Linked DNA regions of Zea mays: region 2 is linked to region 1. The links are chromatin contacts, called in public Hi-C maps. All regions are on one chromosome and are shown on one strand. Each heading gives the region's core, a stretch centred on a gene start, on an enhancer-like site or on the middle of the called end of the contact. The rest is flanking DNA. Distances are from core to core; before and after follow the strand shown.

Region 1 (4,743 bases), core at 17-2,516:
TACAAACTTGACACTATTATATTTGTAAATAAGGGTACTATCAAATAATCATAAGTTTATAACAATACACAATATAATAGAAAACTATAATCATACACAATATAACATAAATAAATGAATCGTCAAAGTTTAATTTAGGAGACCGAGATATGTCAGACTACGCCTTATAAACTGGACCAGAGGGAGTACTAAATCGGAACAATGGTTGCCACCATGTGGCTCCTGTTGGTCTGTAGAAAATCAGTTACAGCTGCTGTATCCATGTTAAACATTCTTTCATGGATTTTATGCATTCAGTGTGAAGTAATAAGGAACAAGTGTACATGAAGATGAGGAAGACGTTGGCCCATAGTAATAGTGTAAGTGTGTAACGCTAAACAGAGGAACATGTACCTAACCGACCTGGAAAAGATATGTCATGAAATTGAATTCGAGGGTCTCGATTTCTTCCGGCGTCAGGTTCTGTTGCTGTAACCTCTCCTTACCAGAAACAGGATCAAACAGTGAGTACAGTTGCTGCATCGAGAACACAGAAAACAGACAATTAACCATCAGTGCCCCCTTGAGCAATCAAACAGAAGTAAAAGAACAAAGACAAATCGAAGGCTTGCCATGAGGTCTTCGAACTGGAGGAGGTACCAGGCCCGGATGGTGTACTCCACCTTCTTGCACAGCTTCAGGAACTCGTTCCGATCAGCTTCATGCTCTGCGTGCAGTTTTTCGAACACGAATAGTTAATCAACGGGGAATCCTGGATACAAAGAACACTGTCTGCACTAATCCCTTTTGGCTTTTGCAGCGTAAGCCCCCATGGGATTCCAGCAGACGATTAAGCATGACTGGCAGTCGTGCCGAAGGTCAGATAGAGGAATCTCTACTTCTGGACCCAGAACCGACCAAAATTGACCGATGAACGCTGATGCTTCGAGCCGAATGAGTAGAGCACAACACTACGTACAACTGAGTAGACGAAATCCGGCCGACACCTCGCGCCGGTCCCCCAGACTTCCTGTCAGTCATAGACCACGAGCGCCCCTCGCTGCTGCTGCTGCTACATAGAGTAAATAGAGAAATCGGGAGAAGCGGCGTCGTGGTGGCTTACCTATGAGATACGCGAGGCGCATGACGAGCTTGGGCTTGAGGATGGGGATGACGGCCTCCCGTTCCATCCGGATGACCTCCCGCGCCACCCCGTCCTTCCGCCCGTCCATCGCCGCCTGCTTCTCTGCCGCCATGCGTGCCGGCCACCGCTCGCTCTCAGGCGTGTAACCGCATCAAATTCCGATTCGTCTGTGCGCGTCGCAAAAGCCAAAAGGGTAACTGCTGCTGGTGGGGGTGCGCGACGGAGTGGCCGTAGCGGATTATTGTCTGGGCGGGGCTCGGCCTCGGGGGCGGAGCACGTGGCGACGGCGAAGGCTGTCTCTGTCTGCCAGGGTCCGTGGCGAGGCGCGCGGCTCACTCTCTGACAGGTAGAGCTGCAAAGGCATGGGTCCGTTAGCAGAGACCCTTGCCGCGTCAGTGGTGTGCGTGTCGGTATGTATTGGCGTTACCGGATTTGGTCGGACGGAGCCGTGGAACAGTCAACGGGAAACGGTTAGACGGGCTTCCGATTTCATCGACGAAAAGACCAGCTGCGTGGCGTGGAGCGTGGTGGCTTTTGCTCTTTTGCAGCCTTGCTAGTTGCCTCCTGGCTGGGTCTTGTCACGCTTTCTTCCTTTCTCTACTTGTTGCGTTGAGCTGTAAGGAAACGATCGAGAAAATAATAATCTCCTTAATTTTTTTAGTCTAAAGTGTAAACAATACCAGCTGTGCTGAATCTGATTGCCATTCCGTTAAGCAACTGCCGAGGTGGACCCAAATCCTTGTCTGAATTAGGCTCATTTGTACGTGGCCCAATTTAATAAGTAAGCCAAAGTAATGTGTAGAGATGGCACGAGACTTTAGTCACATATCGACCATCTGAATAGAATGGAATCAGTTTATATATGGGAGTGTTCCATACTCTTCACATGAGATAAATAAAGGGCTATGGATGCTGGCACACGCGCTCGCTCGCGTTTCGCGTTTTTCGCGTTATTTATCACATGACTTGTGACGATGCGCGATCGTGTTGTGACGTGTTCTAAACGGCAGTTTATTTTTTGGTTTTTTGTTTATTTGGTTATCAAATATCACACCTAGACTGCCACGTTAACCAGAAGCAACGGGCACGCACGTTACGTGCGAGATCTCCGGGCGGTTGCACGTAGAGATATTCCAGGGGCGGTTTCTGGAATATAGCAGATCGAATCAAGGGGTTGCGTCGGCCCGTCTATAAAGGGCAGGCGTCCTTCCGTCGGAGGTCAGAGGCGAATAGCAACCGACTCATCCTCTTCTTCTCAATTATCTGCGTCGTCGCTTCTCTGCCTTGCCGTCCCTTCGTCTGTCGTGCAGCAGATCAAGGGAGAGCGGTGTCTCCGAACCACCATCGGCGTTTTGACGACCTGCACGGGTGCCAGCGAATCAGATTTCTAGGAAGTGCTTCGCGCACGTCCGCTCGGGTTCTTCTTCAACACTCGTGGAAATCACGTGAGTAAATTTGTGGTTTCAGTTTATTGTGATGACGGTCTTATGGTTAGATCTATGGTCGATTCTTATGTTATGTGTTAATCTTGTTGAGTTAGTTTAGATCTGTTATGTTCTAATGCTGTTGATATTATCTGCTAGTAGATCTGGATTTTTCGTTTTATGCTGCATTATCAAATTAATCTTAGGCCATGTTAATTTTTCAACAATCCAGAAACCTGATAGAATTAATATGGCTGGACCTTCGGATGCACTGAAACCTGACCGGTTTGCTGGTAGTCAAAACTTTAAGATATGTGAGACTAGGGTTAAATTATGGCTCATGTCGTTGAGGATCTGGTGGGTGATTTCCCCAGTTCTTCCTCTCACTAAAAAGCAAGACCGTAACTTCGAGTCCGATAACGAAACATGTGTTGGTTGTATCTTGACACTGTTGTTAGATCAACTATATGACATACACATGCATCACGAAGTGGCTCGTGATTTATGGGAGACCTTGGACCGGATGTATATTGAATCAGATGTTGGACGTGAACTTTATGTTAATGAGCAGTACCATGAATACAGGATGGTCGATGACCCATCTGTCGTGAAACAGGCTCATGGAATTCAGTTTCTAGTGGGGAACTTGCTCACTTTGATTGTGTCCTATCTAACAAGTTCGTGGTTGGTGGCATCATTGCCAAATTACCGTAGGAATTTTGCCACGGCTCTCAAACACAAGAAGGAGACAATGACTGTTGATAGTCTAATTGCTACTCTTGATGTTGAGGAGAAGGCGAGATCTATGGATGTGCCCTGTTCTGGTCCAATGGATAATGGTACCTCTAATGCCAACGTGGTTGAAGACAAATCTGGTGGGAAAACAAAAACAAGTCGAACCAGAAACCAAAGGCCAAGCAGAACACTGATTTTAAAAAGAAGAAAAACCTTGCAGACCTGACTTGCTTTGTGTGTGGTGAATCTGGTCACATAGCCAGAAAATATCATAATAGGAAGGACAAGAAAGGTGATGGTAAAAAAAATGCAAATGTGGCTATTGCTGATGCTGGGAATTCTGGATATGTCCCTCAAATTCTTTTAGCATGTCAATTCACCAATTGGTGGTTAGACACTAGAGCCAATGTACATGTTTGTTCTAATCTAAACTTATTTTCTTCTTATCAGGCTACCGACAGTAGCACCATCTTGATGGGCAATGGGGTCAAGGGCTGCTGTACATGGAATAGGAAGAGTTGATCTGAAGTTGACCTCTGGAAAGACTCTCTCTTTGAAGAATGTGCAACACGTTTCTGGAATAAATAGGAACCTTATTAGTGGTTCTCTTTTATGTCGTGATGGCTTTAAGCTAGTGTTTGAGTCGAACAAGTTTATTGTCTCAAAATGTGGTTGTTGATTGACAGTAAAAGTTGCATTAGGGTGCTAAGTAGATAAGAGCTAATGACAATCAATAGCATGATCGATAACTAATATTGTCAGTAGTTGATGTGATGGTGGATAAAGGCACATCGTCTCAGTGCCATGTTTCTGTTTCCTGTTAGCTAATCTCTACTAACTATTAAGGGTCTATTGTAGACTGCCCCCGCCTCCCTACCCCGCCGCGACCGCTCCGCACGCCCGCAAAGCCCGCTGCGACCGCTTCGCCGCGAACCGCACAGCCGCATCAGGTGCCGCACCACAACGGATCCTTCTTCAGCGGGACCCACCATTTAGGCCTCTGATTCGGCGCAGATTCACGGCGCGGAGCCGCCGAGGTTGCGTGCGTGATTCGGATTGCGGAGCCGCCCGGCGGAGGCGCGAGCGTGCGGTCGAGGCGGCCCGCGAGCCGCGCGTTGGCGTCGTCGAGCGCCTCGAGGTCCAGCCGCAGCGCGGCGGCCGCGGCGTCCTTGACGTCGAGCGCGGCCTGTAGGCGGTTCACCACGGCGTCGAACGACCGCAGCAGTGCCTGGTTCTCGCGCACTTGGACCTCGAGGTGTGCCGCGAGGGCCCAACCACCGTCCGGCACGCGCGATCCGCTTGAGCTCCGACAGCCTCCGGAGGTGCGACACAGCGGCGGCGTCCGCGGCGGCCGCCGCATCTGGCAGGAACGGCGCGTGGGCGGCCTGCAGGTGGAGGTACGCCGCCTGGAACGACGAGGCTGTCGCAAGCGCCGCGGCGACGGCGGCATCCTGCCCGGAC
Region 2 (4,843 bases), core at 1,679-4,178, 550 kb before region 1:
GCCAACTCCAAAATCTGGTAAAGACATCAAAAGCTTCCTAGGCTTAGCAGGTTACTACAGAAAGTTTGTCCAAAACTTTGGTGTTACAAGTCATCCTCTTACAACCTTATTAAAGAAAGGACAAGTTTTTGTATGGCATTAGAAACAGGAAACAACATTCCGGGCCTTGAAGGAAGCCTTGATCTCGGCACCGGTGCTTGTTCTCTAAAATTTCAGTCAGCCATTCGAGATAGAAGCTGATGCCTGCGACAAGGGAATTGGAGCAGTTTTACAACAAGCTGGACACCCTATTGCCTTTATCAGCAAAGCGTTGGGTCCCCGCCATCTAGGACTTTCTACAAATGAAAAGGAATGCTTGGTTATACTTATGGCAGTGGATCACTGGCGGTCGTACCTAGTGGGCAATGACTTTATTATTCGCACAGATCAACGTAGTTTGGTCCATCTGGATGACCAACGCCTTACAACCCCATGGCAATAGAAGGCACTCACTAAAATTTTGGGCCTCAGGTTTGAAATCCACTACAAAAGGGTCTCAACAACCAAGTGGCTGATGCCTTATCGCGCCTACCCTCATATCATATCATGGCCCTTAGTACTTTACAACCGACCTGGCTATCCAAAATTGTAGACTCCTACAGTCTTCATGAAGACACCACGACATCCTACAGAAACTGGCAGTCCTCTCTCCTTCAGGCGACTACTCCCTCCGAGAAGGTGTCATATGGTACAAAAACAAAATCTTGCTGCCAGCAACTTCTGAGTTCCCTTGGGTCATATTCAACAAACCTGCACAACACGCCAATTGGAGGCCACTCAGGATTCCTGGTGACCTACCACAAAATCAAAAAGATGTTTATCTGGACAAGGATGAAGAAGATGATCCATCAGTGATGCACTCAATGTTCCATACCCCAATAAGCGAAACCGAAAAGGGTCAAGTACCCTAGACTCCTGCAGCCGCTGCTTATACCGGAAGGAGCTTGGCAAGTTATAACCATGGACTTCATAGAAGGAATCCCAACTTCCCACCATTCCAGTTGCATTTTGGTCATTGTCAATAAGTTCTCAAAATACAATCACTTTGTACCCTCCACCATCCGTTCACTGCTTCAAAAATGGCTTGACAGTTCATAGACCATATGTTTAAACTTCTCGGCCTTCCACAAGCCATCATCATAGATCGTGACTGAATATTTACCAGTGCCTTGTGGAAAGAGCTGTTCAAGTTTGTTGGTGTGGAACTACGTCTCTCTATTGCTTACCACCCGCAATCCGACGGTCAAATGGAATGAGTCAATAAATGTTTAGTAACACACCTTCGCTGTTTTGCTCACGCTTGTCCCAGCAAGTGGAAAAGTTGGCTATCTCTGGCGGAATTATGGTATAACACAAGTTACCATGCTTCTCTCAAACTTACTCCATTTGAGGTTCTCTATGGCTACCCCCGAGATACATGAGATTTAACATCCGGGATGCTTGCTCTATGCCCTCACTCCAAGAATGGTTTGCTAAGAGAAAGCTTATGCTCCAGTTAGTTCGACAACAACTAGCAAGGCTAAATAACGCAAAAACAGTAAGCTAAAAAGCATCGTACAGACATGAACTTTGATGTGGGTGACATGGTGTACCTTAAACTTCGACCCTATGTTTAGTCCTCTTTGGTCAAAAGAGCTAATCACAAATTAGCGTTCAAATACTTTGGTCAGTTTCCTATTTAAGCCAAAGTGGAGACATTCGCTTACAAACTCCACCTACTAGCTGCTTCAAATAATCAGTTGGACCAAATTACCCTTGCTGTCTGAAAAATGACAGATACCTAAAAAAATCCCCCAGCGATGTCAAGTCCATCTGGTGACAAACTCCAGTTTCTGATCAAGTGGGCGCAATGGTCGGAAGAGCTTGCTACCGTACCTAGGAGGACCTCGATTCTCTCAAGCTTTGTTTCCCGGGCCATGAGGCTTGGGGATAAGCTTCTTCTAAAAGAGGGAAGAATGTGAGGATCAAGAAGGGGATGGCTGATGAAGACTCGGTGGTGGAAAAGACAACTCGACTAAGGAGGCCCAATAGTCGAGTCTATGGGCTGTAGAGGGCCACATCATAGTGTGGGGTGTCCAGAGTCGATAGAAGGAGTTATGTATTATGTAAGGAATAATGATGAAGGGGGACGAGGGGAGGAACTCGGGCCCAGTTGCATCTAGCTTGCGGTGGACTCGTCGTGTAACACCACGATACCCTTCGAGTGCTGGGAGTAGCGCTCAACCCCGATCCATACTAGTGTTCTTACACATGGCAGCAAGGCGTGCAGCGACAGCGCCGGAAGCGGGACACGATAATCAAGCGTCGCAAGGAAGTTGGTGTTCTCCGACGGCCCGCGGAGTCGGCACGCCTCACTGTCGTACCTCCTGGCCGCCTCCTCAGCAGTGTCGAACGTGCCTAGCCACAGCCACACGCCCTTATGTTGATCGCGGATCTCCGCCGAGTACCGCCCCCTAGGCCGTCTCCTCTGCGCGTCCCTGTACCTCGGCTCCGTCGGCACGCCCGCCGCCGCCACTTTCCTCTTGCCACCGTCGACAACACTCCCCTTGGGCACCGTGGCATTGCAGCACGGCTGATGCTCCACGAGGAACTTACGCAGCCCTGCCTCCGCTCTAGCACCGCCACCGGCAGCAGCCATGGTGGCTGGAGGAGTCCATGCCGACGTGGTCGTCGCAGAAGACGCGGACTAGTTTGCGGATCGTGGTCGTCTCTGCAGGCTCCTGCTTGATCTTCGGTACTAATCTCCTCACCGCCGCGCCTTCCAACGTTGGTCTTCAGTGACTTTGGGAGAATGAAGCAGGGATAGAGGTTGAGAGAGAAAGGGAAATAGGGGGACGAGCAAGGCGGGAGTGGGAGGGGTCGTTGAGACTTGAGAGATATATATAGAGAGGAAAGGAAAGAGGTTTTCTCGAGAAACTTCTCATGTTTACAATGCATTGAGAGGTCGTACTAGCAGGATATCAGAGAGTTCCATTCTAAGACTGCGAAGGAGATCAGAGAGATCCTGACCCCCTGAGAAAAGCAAGTAGTTGACCTTGCCCGGTGGAGGATTGTTGAATGCCTAGGACAACATGTCGACAAGAATCCTCTTCTCGCTGATGTCTTTGCTCCCTGCCAATCGCTAGGTGAAAGGGATTCTATTAGTAGCGCGAATTCAACTAGGAGGAAGTGGGCTTCAGACCAGGAAGGTGCCCGGAGGGGGCATGGTTTGACTTGAGGCACATAAATTTGTGGCTCGCGGTACTAGTATCGATTTGTTGGCAGGGCAGGTGGCAGGAATGGTTTTGTTGTCGCCGGTTTGTAACTAGGAGGACTTTCTTTCTTTTCCCCCTTTTGCAAGTGTGCTAGTGTTGCTTTAATGTGGTATGTACATTGCTGTCTTAGGCTACCCCTTGCAGGCTTGAAGAACATATATGTATGTAACTTCTTTAGGCTACCCTTGAAGCACATGGCCATGGCCTAATGGCCATGATCTGGGTTCCACAATTGCAATGAGAATAGAGATGCCAATTAACTTTCAATCATATGACAATTATGGAGCCAAAAAGGCAACTGCAATATAATGGAAAACTCATAAACATATGTTAATTAAGAGGTAAAAGTAATTTTAATATTTTCACTAGTTATCAGTTCAGGCATATAAAGATACCGCTGACAGAGGTATAGTTTTAATATTTTTAGTATTGTGCCATATTTCCCTCTTTTCCCTAAGCTTCTTATGATCATATCATAACAATTTTAATTCTGTACAATCTTATTAATGTAAATTTAGTTGCAATTAAACTGAACCACTGAACATTTTCACTTCTTTCCATCTAACTCTGTAATTTCGTCTGTACGAGAGAGTAGTAAAGAGAACAACATTTGCGAGATGATGACGCAATCTACCACAGTGCTTGCTTTGTCTGCCCTCAGTTCATCCCTAAGATATGTTTGACAAAATAAAATGTTAGATTCAACTATCTTCACAACCTTTTGTTGCTTAAAGGTTAGAACAATGTGCCATTTGATTTTGCCAGCACATTCTGCTACGATTTATATGTAGTACTGGCACCTCATGCTCATGGTTGGTGCTTTTGGTTTTATAGGCATCTTCATGTGCTAGATCTGATTGAAGATTTTGTTGAGGACAATGATGAGGAGCTGTTGGATTGGATATCCAAGTTCTCAGAGTCCAACACTGTCACACCCGACTTTAAGGAACAAAGCCAGGTGCATCTCATACATGCGCCAAGAAGACAACATATATAATAACAGAGTGTATAGAGATAAATGTCATAAAACATCAGAGTATTTATTACATAGCGGAAGACTTATTACAAAATAAAAGAATAAACATAAAACGAACTAAGGATCGTTGGCGCCAATGTCAACTGAGAAACGCCACCTAGATCAGATCAAACTCCTCGCCTTGTGGCTCCTCCTGAACCACCTGTTCTTCTCCTGTGGGGGGGTGTGAGACAGCAAGAGTGAGCTCACATACGTTCATCGCTCAACAAGTCGTGGGGAATAATGTGACATGAACTCACCAAAGGTGGGAGCTCATGGAGTGTAAGGCTTATCAAAGAGAATGGTTAAAGCTGAACATTGCTTTTAAGTAGTTGGTCAAAATTTTATTAGCAATTACTAAGTGTAAGTAAATACCAAACCTTAAATAAAGTAATAGAACAAATTAATAATAAACCCATGCATATGCAAATGACAAAATTGAATTTAGGTTCCATAATTTAATCATCAGAGAGTCTTGAGCTGCTCATGACCGTAAGCTCGGCTAGTATACCAGTTTTACACTCTGCAGAGGTTG

Evidence for each region. Hi-C and Micro-C count contacts between places; a contact is called where the count stands out from the background.
Region 2: a Hi-C map of leaf shows a contact between it and region 1, with 6 times the contacts expected there. The contact joins the promoter of LOC103642314 here to the promoter of LOC100193553 in region 1. A contact is called at or near these places in 2 of 25 Hi-C or Micro-C datasets (both in leaf).

The regions. Positions count from the first base shown.
Region 1 is chr10:13,583,601-13,588,343 of Zm-B73-REFERENCE-NAM-5.0, reverse strand. LOC100193553 reads right to left here and starts at 1,266. Exons shown (of 15, transcript NM_001138664.1): 1 at 1,103-1,266; 2 at 612-706; 3 at 403-516. The coding sequence starts at 1,235.
Region 2 is chr10:14,138,190-14,143,032 of Zm-B73-REFERENCE-NAM-5.0, reverse strand. LOC103642314 (ethylene-responsive transcription factor 7) reads right to left here and starts at 2,928. Exons shown (of 2, transcript XM_020546108.1): 1 at 914-2,928; 2 at 396-789. The coding sequence starts at 2,677. The coding sequence ends at 2,198.